2 separate regions of the Mus musculus genome follow, and region 2 is linked to region 1. A link is a contact called in public HiChIP or PLAC-seq data. All regions are on one chromosome and are shown on one strand. Each heading gives the region's core, a stretch centred on a gene start, on an enhancer-like site or on the middle of the called end of the contact. The rest is flanking DNA. Distances are from core to core; before and after follow the strand shown.

Evidence for each region. HiChIP or PLAC-seq counts read pairs in DNA pulled down with a chosen protein or histone mark.
Region 2: a contact with region 1 is called in an H3K4me3 HiChIP or PLAC-seq map of bone marrow-derived macrophages, with 3 times the contacts expected there. The contact joins the promoter of Hibadh here to the enhancer-like site in region 1. A contact is called at or near these places in 1 of 39 promoter capture datasets (the C10 cell line), 1 of 484 Hi-C or Micro-C datasets (uterus), 4 of 115 datasets of contacts at active chromatin or transcription factors (bone marrow-derived macrophages, embryonic stem cells, microglia and 1 more) and 1 of 9 other capture datasets (adipose tissue).

The regions. Positions count from the first base shown.
Region 1 is chr6:52,476,115-52,479,117 of GRCm38.p6, reverse strand. No RefSeq gene overlaps it. Among named protein-coding and RNA genes, the nearest start is that of 1700094M24Rik, 15 kb to the left of the region's middle. Within about 2 kb of position 1,552, at least 77 of the 459 cell types and tissues checked have an H3K27ac peak or open chromatin away from gene starts, as enhancers often do. A contact at or near this core is called in adipose tissue, bone marrow-derived macrophages and microglia, where this site is marked.
Region 2 is chr6:52,638,828-52,641,830 of GRCm38.p6, reverse strand. Hibadh (3-hydroxyisobutyrate dehydrogenase) reads left to right here and starts at 1,531. Exons shown (of 8, transcript NM_145567.1): 1 at 1,531-1,670. The coding sequence starts at 1,583. It overlaps LOC115490472 (a small nucleolar RNA gene), which reads left to right and starts at 2,476; the gene lies at 2,476-2,597.

The DNA.
Region 1 (3,003 bases), core at 303-2,802:
ACCTTGGCTGTCAGAACTGCACACTTGGGCACAGTGTTTAGGGGATCTGTTGCTTTCATAGCCTATCATCATACAGCCTGTGACCCCATAGGACCAAAATCTCCATGAGAGCAGGGGCAGAATGAGACCAGCTCATTTTAATCCCTAGATCTCAGTGTACAGCCTGGCACCGTGATCATTCAGCCAGCTTCTGGTTCTATTATTTTCTAGCTTCCTGGCCAGAATATAGAGAGCCTTATGGCACACTTGCTCATCTCCCTTCCAGAGGAGGACCTGGTCCCCAGTAGGCACCTAACAGACATTTGTTGGGTGTGTGGTTGAGTGGGTGGAAGTGTGATCTGGGAGCTATGAGAATATCATTCCAGATGCCATTGATTTCGAAGGAGTTGAGAGGAATGCTGGCAAAGAACTTAGCTAAGGAGGAGAAATTGGAGTTGGGCCTTAAAGAATAGCTCAACCAAGAAGCCATGGCTAATGGGGGCAGATGATGGGGCAAGAGAGGCAGGGCCATGTTTGGGATAAACAGACCCAAAGGGGAAGGGATAGTTTGGTTTGTGACAGTGCACCATGGGAGATGAATCTAGACAAGTGGCTTAAAGCCATCGTAAAGGGTCTTAGATACAGTCATGATCATTAGGATCCTGTTGGAAGGCTGCCACAGGCTTTTATAGGACAGAGCGTCAGATCTCACCAGAGAAAGTGTGCAGAGGATGCATAGACTGCGGAGTGAGACCAACTAGCAGCAAAGAGGACAAAACTGAGCATCCTGCTATGGCCGAGATGGTAGGAGATCGGTGTGGAGGAGCCTAGAGGCTCATTGTGTCATCTTGGGGCATCACACCAGAGAGATGTTCCATGAGTCTAGTGAGCTCAGGCAGGGATGTGCACAGGATAGTCCCCCAACCCTGAGAAACACCCAACCCCATGCTAGCCATACCAGGCCTAGTACCCTTAGGAGAATGACTAGCAGACCGGAGATAGGCACAGGAAGTGGATTGCTGCTTTGCTGATGCCAAGACAGCAATGCTACAATGCTACACATTTGGAATCTGGGTTGTAAGTTCAAGGCAAGTCCAGGTCCCTTAGCAATGCGTTTTCTCAGCATGAAGGGCTTAGGATCTAGCTAAGTATTTACATAGCCTGTGTGAAGCTCTAGGTTTAACTCCCAACACCAAATAAATAAAATAAAGTAAAACACAGAATCTAAAAGTGACTCCTTTGAGTTATTTAGATGTTTTGACTCTGGAGTTAGAGTGACAGATACCTTAGTGTATACTGACCTGGGTAAATATGATCTTATTGTAAACAAATAATTGTCAACAGGAGGCACTATTAAGTTAAGGAGGGGACACAGGAAAAGTGGCATGGTGAGCTACTCACACACAGGGCAGCATTCCGGGAAGGCCAGCCCGGTCCCTCTGTCCTTTTATTAACTTTTCCTGTTTTTTTTCTTTCAGTTCTGCTTTTTCTAAGAAGCGCTTCCTCAGGTCTTCCCTCAATAGCTCCTTCACAGTGAGGTCACTTCCTATCAGAAACTGAGCCCCACCGCACACACTTCCTCCTCTCCTTTTGTCTGCCCACCCTCAGCATGCCCAGAGTTCACGCCTATGTAGACCATGAGCCTCTCCCTATCCAGACAAGGATCTCTGTTCTGCTCGGTGTCACACCCTCAGCACTTAGAAGGGAACCTGGCACAAAGCAGATACTCAATTAAACCTTTGCCCAGTGAGCGGCTAGTTGACTGAAGGGAGCCCCAGTTCTCAGGCAGCAGGAGTTGCCATGACATGCTACCTGAATGTTGCCATTCCTCCACCGCCCCCTCCCTTCCATGGTTAGCAGATAATGAACGTTTCATTCGCAAGCAGAAAGGGGTGAGGGGAAGAAGAAGGAAAAGGAAAGAAAAAAAAATCCACACTCTGCTGAGGCTACCTGCACAGGAGGCAAGCCAGGAGGTGGTCTGGCCACCTCCACACTCTCTCCTGTGCGGAGGCAAGACACGCCCAGCAGATTCTGCAGCCGTCTCTGCACATTCTTGGGACCACTCTGTGGGGAAGGTGGCTGCTCAGTCCCAGGGTTTTCTTCTATGAGCCCATAAAGCCGTATCAGAACTGCTAGGCTCATAATCAAATTTTAATGACTGTCTGCTTTCCTTCCTAGATGTTTATAGTCCTCTGCACTCTGATTAGGGTTTGGGTCCCACAAGATAGTTAAAAGGCCACAATTTGCACTGGGTGTTTTATTTTTTCGGAGTTAAGTGAGTGAGGAAATGTCCTTTTGATCTTCCCGCGGTGGAGAAGGGCTGTTTGTGTTTTAAGGTCTTTACCGATTATGTGAGTTGGATGCAGGGCCCAGTCTGAGACTGGCCTTCTGGGTGGTTCTAAAGACCTTCAGGTTTTGTTTTGTTTTGTTTTTTCTTCTCCTGTCTGTCTACACCCCAGGTGCTGAAGGGACAGAGGAAAGCTAGCAGAAAAAGGCGTGGGAAGGAAAAAGGACAGGTTGTTATAGAGTCCAGCCTCTGATCACTGTGCCAAGAGAGCAGAAGACATTTTGCTGAGGGCTCCATTGCTTCATAGGAAGGTGTGGCGGAAATAGAATTTAACATCTCACGGTGCATTTATCACTATTCTCCTCAGAGGGAGGGGGAAAAAAAAACCCTCACAGAAGAACCTTGAAGGGGGAAGAATTGAGTTTTAAAAAATATTTATTCTTTATTACCTTTATGTGTAAGTCTGTGTATACACAGGAATGCAGATGCAGTTTTGGGTTGCACATGAAGTTGCGAGTCACCTGACATGAGGGCTGGGAGTTAAACTTGGGTTCTTCTGGAGGGAAAGTGCGTGGTGCTCTCAGCCCCTGAGCTCTCTCTCTGGGCAGGGAGGCTTGGTTTGGGCTCTACAGGACACAGACCATCATGGTGAAGAAGGCATGGAGACTGACGTTCCATGGCTGTCAGGAATCACCACCACCACCACCCCCCGCCCCCCATGTAAGTTCTACCTCTAT
Region 2 (3,003 bases), core at 282-2,781, 160 kb before region 1:
CTGTGGGTGACTAGGAAGAGGCACTTTGCTTTTTAAAGGTCAAACTTGAATCCCTTGATTTTGCTTTTTAGGATGACTGCAGCACAAGGAAAATGAATTAAAACAAGACGAACACAGGTGTTTTTTGTCATTTTGTTTTGTTTTGCTTTTTTTTTTTTTTTTGAGGATGGAAGGTAGGCATCTTGGTTTTCTTATTGCTTGCCCTCCCCCTACCCCCCAAGCCCCATTCTTGCCTCTTGGCCTACTTTTCTTCAAAGGTTACAAGTCTTGTTTTAGTGTACTGAAGATAAAAATTCTCCAGTGGAAATTGAATACTTTGCGATTATCCTCAAGGAACAGATATTCAAATATGTATACTGTCTTACTTAGGGTTTCATTGCTGTGAAAAGACACTATAACCATGGCCACTCTTATAAAAACAAAACCATTTAATTGGGGCTGGCTTACAGTTGCAGTGACCTAGTCTATTGTCATCATGGTGGGGCACATAGCAGCATCCAGGCAGACGTGGCGCTAGAGTTGGTGCTGAGAGTTCTAGGTCTTGATCTGAAAGCAGCAGAAGGGGACTGTGTGCCACACTAGCTGTCGTTTGAGCATATGTAAGACCTCAAAGCTGGTCTCCACAGTGATGCCTTTCCTCCAACAAGGCCACACCTTCTCCAATAAAGTCACACCTCCTATGTGCCAAGCACTCAAACATATGAGTCTATGGGGGCCATGCTTATTTAAGCCACCAAATATACCAAATAGTCAAATAAGGAAAGATCAGCAAAATATCTGTTTTTATAATATACATATATACTACTTCCTGGGTTTAAATGTACCATTAGATTTTGGGTTCAAAAGATGCAGGTTGTAGAAAATTTTAAACATTGACGCATTTCTTGGAACTCAGTAAGTTCCTAGAAATTCTACTCTTCAAAGAGAACAGTGCTATTAAATTACTTCCCTACTACTTTTCAAATACGACTGGAAAAACCATTGAGTTGTATATCACATAGATTTCAGTTATTACACACATGGTAGATTCTGTGATTGTGTTTCAACAGACGCTGAAAATATATATGTTAACCCTGGGAGGTCCATGTATTTATTACTGAAGTTAAAAATGAGTCCCTATACTAGGAAACACAACATTTCTGCTCTTTCCTTTAATACTGCAGTAGCTGCGGTTCTTGTCTGGGAGGAAGAAAAACAATTAGCAGCCCAGTGAAGAGGCAGTTGCTCAGTGCAGGTGCTCGGAGGAGGCGGTAGTGAGCGACAGCCACCGCCTCCCACACACCCCTCAGCTTTTGGGTAAACAAGAATTCTCTCACCCAAAGGTTGTAAATTCAGCAGGAGCCGGAGGCAAGGCAGGGCGTCTATGGATTTCGGGATCCTGATTGGACTGTTCCCGACTCCGGCCACGCCTCTCAACACAGTGCTCCGCCCCGCGCTGGGCGGAGTCCAAGCCGAGCAAGGAGAGCGCGTGCGCGAGCTGTCCTTACGGAGGTGCGGGCCATCCCGGCTGCGCACACTCGTAGTTCACAGGCCGTGTGTGAGGCGGCGGAGGTCACGGCGCGGAGGCGGGGCGGGGGACAGCATGGCAGCCTCCTTGGGGTTCCGGGGAGCAGCCTCCGGCCTCTGGTACTGGAGCGGCCGGCGGCGGCCCGTGGGCAGCCTTGCAGCGGGTAAGGACCTCGCGCCCCATCTGCTCTTCTTCCTCTGGTCATCCGAGGAGGGCTTTTCGCCCGAAGGGCTGCGGTTGGTTTGAGGGTAAAAGCGACAATTGTGGTCGCCTCCTAGGCCTGGGCCCCCTTGTAACTGCCTCCTGAGCCGTCAGCCTTCCACTCCTGCCCTATGCCCGGCTCCAGATTGTTCAGCGTTTCCTCTGCGGGACCCAGGAACAGCTTGTGATGAAGGGAGGAATGTTTGGGTCCCTGGCGTGCGCTTTGGATTTGGGGCTCCTAGGACATTTGGAGGGCTCAGCTCCAGAGGTGACCCCACCGCACCCACCTCTGGGACCCCTGGCCTTCCAGCTCCCTGGCTTCACCCTAAGCGGGGGCTCCCTCAGACTTCAAGGCCTAATTTGTGTTTTAACTACTCTAGTCGGTGGCATGGCGGTATCCTAGAAATCCAGCAAAGTTTGTCACCCTTGACCAGCAAGCAGAGCGAACTCCATTATGAAATGGAGTTGTGCTGCCTCAAAGTGGTGGACTTTTGTCGAAATATTAACCACAATTCTTTGCCTCAAAGTTGTGTCTATAACCTAACCGACTACTATGCTGTGCTGCAAGTATGGAAAGTGACCAGGTTTTAAGCTTTTAGAGCGACATGAATATCTGAGAACTGCTTTTCACATGAGGATCTCCCAAGGCCTTAGAATGAGTAAATTGGGACTTCTCCAACAAGATCCAGGAAGTACCCCTTGTTTCTCCCTGACTCTTGGATTTTCTAGGACATCAAGACACCTCTTTAATTAAGAATTGGTTGAAATGGTCATTACCAAGGCTTTTAGAATGCAGTTTCTCATTTGCTGTGGACATGACCATAAAGAAAAATTCCCATGAGGGTTTTCATATGCTACTTGTCTAGCAGTTAACCTGTTGGGAACATGTGTTGAAAAAAAAAATTGGTTGATTTGTGGGAGATACCGAAGGATTTTTTTTTTTAAATGTAAAAGTTTATTTTAACAATGTGCTGGTTAGCACTATCATATACAGGACTAGCAAACAAAACACCGTTGCCTTTGCTTAGCATGCAGGAGGCTCTGGATTCAGGGTGCTTGTGTTCACTTGTTTTAATTTTTGTGTAAGAAATATGTTGGGAGTTGATTTCTGAGCAGCTCCCAGTCTTTGCCCTCAGGAAAAACTTATGAAATTTCTTTCTGCTTTGGAAGAGCATTTGTGTGCAATAGGTAGCAGATGACAGATAAGGAATTGTGATTAGCCAGATGCAAACACATGATTTTGGATATAATTTTTTTCTTTTTAAAAACACTTTGAAGGGAGCAGCAGTTTTCTT